2 separate regions of the Triticum aestivum genome follow, and region 2 is linked to region 1. A link is a contact called in public Hi-C data. All regions are on one chromosome and are shown on one strand. The core of a region is the stretch at or near the end of the contact, and the rest is flanking DNA. Distances in the headings are between cores, read along the strand shown.

Evidence for each region. A called contact is a pair of places that touch in the nucleus more often than the background predicts.
Region 2: a contact with region 1 is called in a Hi-C map of leaf, with 2.9 times the contacts expected there. The contact joins the promoter of LOC123042378 here to the promoter of LOC123047063 in region 1. A contact is called at or near these places in 3 of 5 Hi-C or Micro-C datasets (leaf and root) and 1 of 1 datasets of contacts at active chromatin or transcription factors (leaf).

What each region holds. Positions count from the first base shown.
Region 1 is chr2B:739,377,433-739,380,666 of IWGSC CS RefSeq v2.1, reverse strand. LOC123047063 (protein FATTY ACID EXPORT 7) reads right to left here and starts at 1,626. Exons shown (of 3, transcript XM_044470558.1): 1 at 1,180-1,626. The coding sequence starts at 1,522.
Region 2 is chr2B:739,597,661-739,600,894 of IWGSC CS RefSeq v2.1, reverse strand. LOC123042378 (c-Myc-binding protein homolog) reads right to left here and starts at 1,461. Exons shown (of 5, transcript XM_044464848.1): 1 at 1,285-1,461; 2 at 617-689; 3 at 484-532; 4 at 191-314. The coding sequence starts at 1,287.

The DNA of each region.
Region 1 (3,234 bases), core at 377-2,876:
ACAACTCTGTTATGAAATAAAAATACCTGTGTGTTGTGTAAAGCCAACTCTGGGTGTTCATGATATCCTAGTACTTCCTAGGAGAGATATCTTACACCGTGCTTGTTCGTAAGCATCTAATTAAGGGAATAAGCACTTAGAATTATGTACAAGACGAAAATTCTGAGACACACAGAAAGGCATATATTTGTATACATGCGAATTGCTAAGCACATCCCAGTTCTATTTTTCGCTCTGATAAAAGAAGTTGAGTAACCAAGAGAGTGTTGATGAGCCTGCCTACTTCCTAGTTTATGCAATTGCTAAGATAACGAATAACACCGTAAAGGGAGAGTCAAGTGTTCAAACAATTGTGGCAAAGTACAGCCCAAACTGCCATTTATCTGGATCTGGATAAAGCCAAGCACTTGTTTCCAATCTGGATCTGGATGCTCATGACTGCCTACACTGTGCTTTGTTTGTAAGCCTTTATTTGAGGGCACTTAACAGTCCATAATATTATAATAAAGCCAGACGAGCATCCTATGACACATATAGAAAGGATCCCAATTTCCATCTTCGTAAATTTGCTGATCACATCCAAGTTATATTGTTGCTATGATAAAAGGAGGAACAGAGTAATCAAGCTAGTGTTGAAGAGCCTGCCTACTTGTTTCTACAATTGGCATGTCAGTTTTAATCACTGTTTCATCAAATAAGTTCATTACCTTGATTGCTATTACTATTTTCGATAAGAGGGGTCTGTCGGGCCCCATTTTCACTAAGAAAGTGGAGTTTTACACAATACTGGGAGCATATCATCACTTGCACCCCTGATATACAACCATATCATGGGATGCCTCAGCCAAAAGCAACTACTAAAGACTACTACATTACCTTGATTATCAAGTTGTACTCCATAAAAGGTGTAATCTTGCCTAAAATGCAGACAAAAAATATGAGTGCTTTAATAAACTGGGGATAATCCACTAGTTATCAGCTAAAAATGCCAGGATGGCACGGTCCATTCTGCCATTTGACCTTCTACTCTTGAATCAGACTTCAGTATCAGCAGGGTCACACGGATAATAATGGTTATATACTGATAAAGAACAGTCGAGATTCGCATATAAATACTATACTTTACCCAAACACAACGCATCTGCACTTATCGCTACGAAAAAATGGAGGTGGCGCTACCTCCGACGAGCGCGGCGTAGGCGAGGGTGAGCTTCTGCGACATGGAGAGCCCGTCCCCCATCTTCCCCTCCTCCCCCTCGTCCCCGCCTCCCTGCGGGTCACTTCCCCCGCCGCCTCCCCTCCCAGATCCCGCACCGTCACCGCCTTCGGATCCGCCGCCGCCGAGCTCGGGCTCCTTGGACGCGACCGCCGCGAGGAGGCGTGCGCCGGGGGAGGCGGAGCGGAGCGAGAGGAGGGCGGGGGCGGGGGCGCGCAGGAAGAGGAGGGAGCTCTGGGAGGCGGAGATCGGGGCCGGGGAGAGCGCGAGGGGCGCGAGGAGTGGGGTCGTGGCGAGGAGGGCCATGGCTCCGGGTGCTCGAGCTGGGGTTTTGTGGGGGTCAACCTGGTGGGTGGGCTGCCGGCGATGGTGAACTCGGTGATGTGATGGACCGATTGGGGGATTTTCCGGGTGGGTGGCGTGTCAACGTGGGTGGGGTCTTGGCACTTAAGGGTTGTTTGGGTTGTGACGATTATCTTTGCCATACATTGCCACATGATTTTTGTTATATTTGTCACATTTGCCATACTTGAGTTGCTTAAATTGTTAGAGCATCTCCAGTTGTTCATCCCCTCAGGGCTCGAAATATCGTCGTATGAGGTGAACCGGTGCTAAAATCGGCGCGGGGACGATCGGCTTCCCAGCCACCGCCCCTAGGCGCCGCTTTCGGCCCACTTTTGGCACAAATTTGCCAACTTTTCAGCCCAATTTCGGCGGAAATTGGCCCGCTGTCGGCGAATTGGCCCATATTCGCCGTGCCTCGGCGCAAATTCAACATAAACTATTTTTATCACATAGTTCATGACAGAAAATCAATAGAAATCAAATAGTTCAATACAAATTATATAGTTCAACAAATAAAAACTCATATTTGTTCACACGCCGAGCTAGTCCTTGCCCTTGAGCCTCCATAGGTGCTCCACCAGATCTTGTTGCAGTTGTTGATGGACCAATGGGTCTCAGATCTCCTGACGCATATTGAGGTAGTCAGTCCAGGTTGCCGCTAGCTAGTGATCAACTTGGGCAAGAGGACCCTGCCTGTAATATGGTTCTGTGTCAAACACTGGTTCTTCCTGCTCGCTCTCAATGATCATGTTGTGCAAGATGACACGGCAAGTCATGATCTCTCACATTTGATCTTTCAACCAGGTCTGGGCGGGGTACCGAACAACAACAAATTGAGATTGCAGCACACCAAATGCTTGCTCGACATCCTTCCTGCAAAGCCTCCTGAACCTTCGCAAAGTGGGAGTTCTTGCCTCCTGGCACAATGTTTGAGATAGTTTTCACAAATATGGACCAATTTCGAATAGATGTCATCTGCTAGGTTGTATCCCTTGTTGTAGTGCCGCCCATTGAACTCGAAGTTCACTGGAGGAGAATGACCTTCAACAAGCTTGGCAAAGATAAGGGAGCACTGCAGTACGTTGATGTCATCATGAGTTCCTGGCATATCAAAGAAGGAGTGTCAAATCCAAAGGTTCTGTGTGACCACTGCCTCAAGTACCACACTGCAACCGCCTTTGACGCCTTTGTACATCCCCTGCCAAGCAAATGGACACTTTTTCCATTCCCAATGCATGCAGTCAATGCTTCCAAGCATCACAGGAAATCCTCTTACTGCATTTTTGTGCTAGGATCCGAGCAGTGTAAATAGCTCTGTTGATTTTAATTGCAATTGTGTATACAGTTGACTTATCATATCATGCACATTACTAGCATCACAACATAGTCAATATTGTTGTTGTACATGTAGACCCGTGGTACCCATCTGAAATCTTGTTGTGTCGTATAGTTTCCCACGCTTTGTATTCTTTCAGTGTTGCTTTGTCTTGAACTGATATGATTTGAACCGTGTCTCTATTTTGATTTGGCAAGACAATGCAGTGACCATAGGACATAAATATATGTTTGTTTGATGCTTTTATTATGTACTACTTGGCAATATAGGACCTGGTAGTTTAATCCTATCCACCTTACTAATAAACTGGTTCACCAAAATGAGTTTCATATACTAG
Region 2 (3,234 bases), core at 212-2,711, 220 kb before region 1:
CAGCCCAGCCCAACATTCAGCTGTCCTGATGTTAGTTATATGGAATAGTTACATAGCTATTTCACAACTGTATAATATCCAAATATGCACTAGAAACTGAGAATCCCATGTAAATAGTTAAAGTGGCATTGCATAATCTGTACTCCTTGATGGCATTAGGAGTATTTTGCAAACATGATAGCATGTTTACCTGTCTACTTGTTTCCTTGTGAATCTCCAAAAGCTCATTATACTTCAGTTGCAAATCCAACTTCTCGGCTTTGAGCTTTTCATAGTCGGAAATCGATGGACCACCCAATTTCTGCTGAACAAACCTGAGATATATGAGCACGCTTAGTCCTAGCATGAATATCGACCCACACACATTGTTTTGATGTCATTTTAAGCAAACTAAGAGCTACCCAACCAGGCTTCAATTGCAAGAATCACTCCTTTACTATATCGGTCAAGAGAATAAACATGCCAAAATCCAAACCAACTCACTCGACTGCAGATGATGGCTTGTCGTTCTCCTCATACAGCGCAACAAGAGCTGCAACATCATAAGAAGTAGACATAATTAGCCAGCGCGTGACCGCAATTTACAAAGATATACGTACTTCACATAACGCCAAACCTTTCGTGAGAGTATCGAGCACGCCGCTGGATTCAAGATACTTCCTAAAACCTTCTTTCTTGGCTTCTCTATCCTAAAAATACCATAACACTGCCATTAATAGCCATCATTTGGGAAGCAAATTACATGATAAATATGTTGTGCCTTCAGGAACTCTCCTCTACCTTTTAACTTACAGCTCTAAACAAAGCAAATATGTGAAATTACCTGTCATTTCTATGCTACAATCTGACATTTTAAGCTGAAACTACCCGAGCGAGACGGAAATCATATTCCTCCAGGCAAACCGGAGAAAACTTCACCAAATCTTCCTCACAGATTGCATGCTTGGTGAATATTGACCAGCTGCCGTCCACATAGCAAATTCAATTACAGATGGGACCTACTCCCTCCGCCCCATAATGTAAGACGTTTTTTTAACAGTCAAAAAAAACGTCTTACATTATTGGGACGGAGGGAGTACAAGCCAGTCGTGTTCTACATTTCTACTGGACGACCATACCGCATTAGTAGATCACCATAGCTGTGCTACACTAATCCACTAATCTCGCCAAAAGAAAAACGACGCGCACCGGATGCTCTGCTAAAGCTGAAGAGACGCGGCGTGCTTACGCTTATCCAAGAACGCGCGGGGTGGTCGGAGAGAGTTGGGGCAGGAAGAAAAGTACCATCTCGACAGCAGATCCGGGGGAGCAAATCTGCGGCGGAGCTCTCGTCGGCAGAGAATGGCGTGGGAGCGCAGGCGGCGGACGGATCCGCCGACTTGAGTCGAGCTGGTGGGACCGCGGGAGTGTGGTGTGCTACACTACGGCAGAGTTCGAGACTGATGATGATGATCTGATTCGGAGGGTGGTGGGTAATATTGAGACTTGGGCCGGGTCGGGCCAGTACGGCACGGGCCGCGTCGTGCTCGGGCCTGCCAGCCCGGCCAGCACAGCATGAGCGCTCACCAGAGGGACAAGAGGCCCCAACGCTGATCTTATATACATGAAATAATGCTTCGTTGTAATAGTTTTAATTCATACTCTTTTATTCATGAGCGTAGGAATCATAATTATGAGGCTCATAATCTCGCCAAGTTTGCATGTACTCTAAGACTAGGTAGACATGTGTGGTTGGGCACCCCTCATGACCCAAACTTTGTACCTATGTCGCTTGTTTTTGAATGAATAAAGTTGGACGAGAGTTCTCAAAAAAAAAAAGAGCGTCGAATAAAAAAAATCAGTCGGCTGAAAAACATGTGTTTAGGAAGATAACAAGATTTCCAGATCCATTTAAAAGGGGCAGGTGGAGTAGTATTAATTCCCATCGGTGCAGTATATATCTTCTTGGTACTAAAAGATTCCTGGCCCCATAAGAATTTCCATTTGTCATGTTCAGTATGTGAGCTCGCGTTATCCAGAAGTATAGACATCCGATGGAATCGCTGGTGGGCCTCAACAGATAGAGGCAATTGGAACATGTTGTAACCACAATGGAGCGTTTAGCCTGCATAATGGACATGTTATCTTTCTTTCTTTTTTGCGGGGTAATGGACATGTTATCTTCATAAGGAAATGAGTGAAGTTCAGGAAAAGCTCTCGTAATAATATCCCCATTCCAAATGTCCTTCCATAATAAACGAGTGTCACCCTTTCAAACATGGCATGTGTCAGACCCCTAAATAAATCAACGAAAATGTTAAGCCAACTCACCCACACGCCTCCATCACCGTCCAGTAACTTCTGCACGAATCTTGGCACGAATTAGCTGATTTTGTATGCCACGTAGGACAACTCGCGTGTGTGGTGTGTGAAAGAGGTCGCCCACATATTCGTTTTACCACACGGAGGGGCCGGTGTGTGGGCGTTTAGCAGTTCGCCCACACATCAATTTCAGTCACGTACAAGGGCTGGTGTGTGGGCAGTTTGCCATCTCGCCCACACGCCCGCCTCCTCTCCCACACCCAAGCTGCCAGTTGCCATGCGTTTTGCAGTGTACATGGCAACTGCCCTAGTGTGATTGCAAGCAGATGGCAACTCTTTTTTTTTACCCAAACATGTCAGTTGCCATATGTTTGGCATGGTACATGGCAAACTGCCTTAGCGTGCACGTAAGCATATGGCAACTCTTTCTTTTTTAAATGGCAACTGCCCTAGCGTGATTGTGAGCACATGGCAACTCTCTCTTTTACCCGAACATGTTTTTTGCCATGCTTTTTTTTATAGCGCTACACGACAACTGTCTAGTGTTAGTAGGTGACAACTCTTAAAGTTTTTAAATCATGGCAACTGTAGGAGACCAGACCACACATGGCAACAGCTGTAGTTGTCCAAAAAATGGCAATCTGAAACTTTGACCTGAGATGGCAACTGTAGTTGTCAGACATGGCAGCCGTAGTTCAGCGACATGGCAACTGCACTTAAACGAACATGGACGAGGGTCTGGCCCATGGCAACTGCGGAGCGCGCAGTAAAGTGTCACGTGGGACGTGCGGGCCTGACGTACCGGGCGTGTGGGCGTTATCTATTTCGCCCACACGCACGCGTGTAAGAGGGACCGTGAGGGAAAAAAAGAGGCGTGTGGGCGCTAGTTGTTTTGCCCACACACAGACATGTGGGCTGGTCCTCTTAGACACC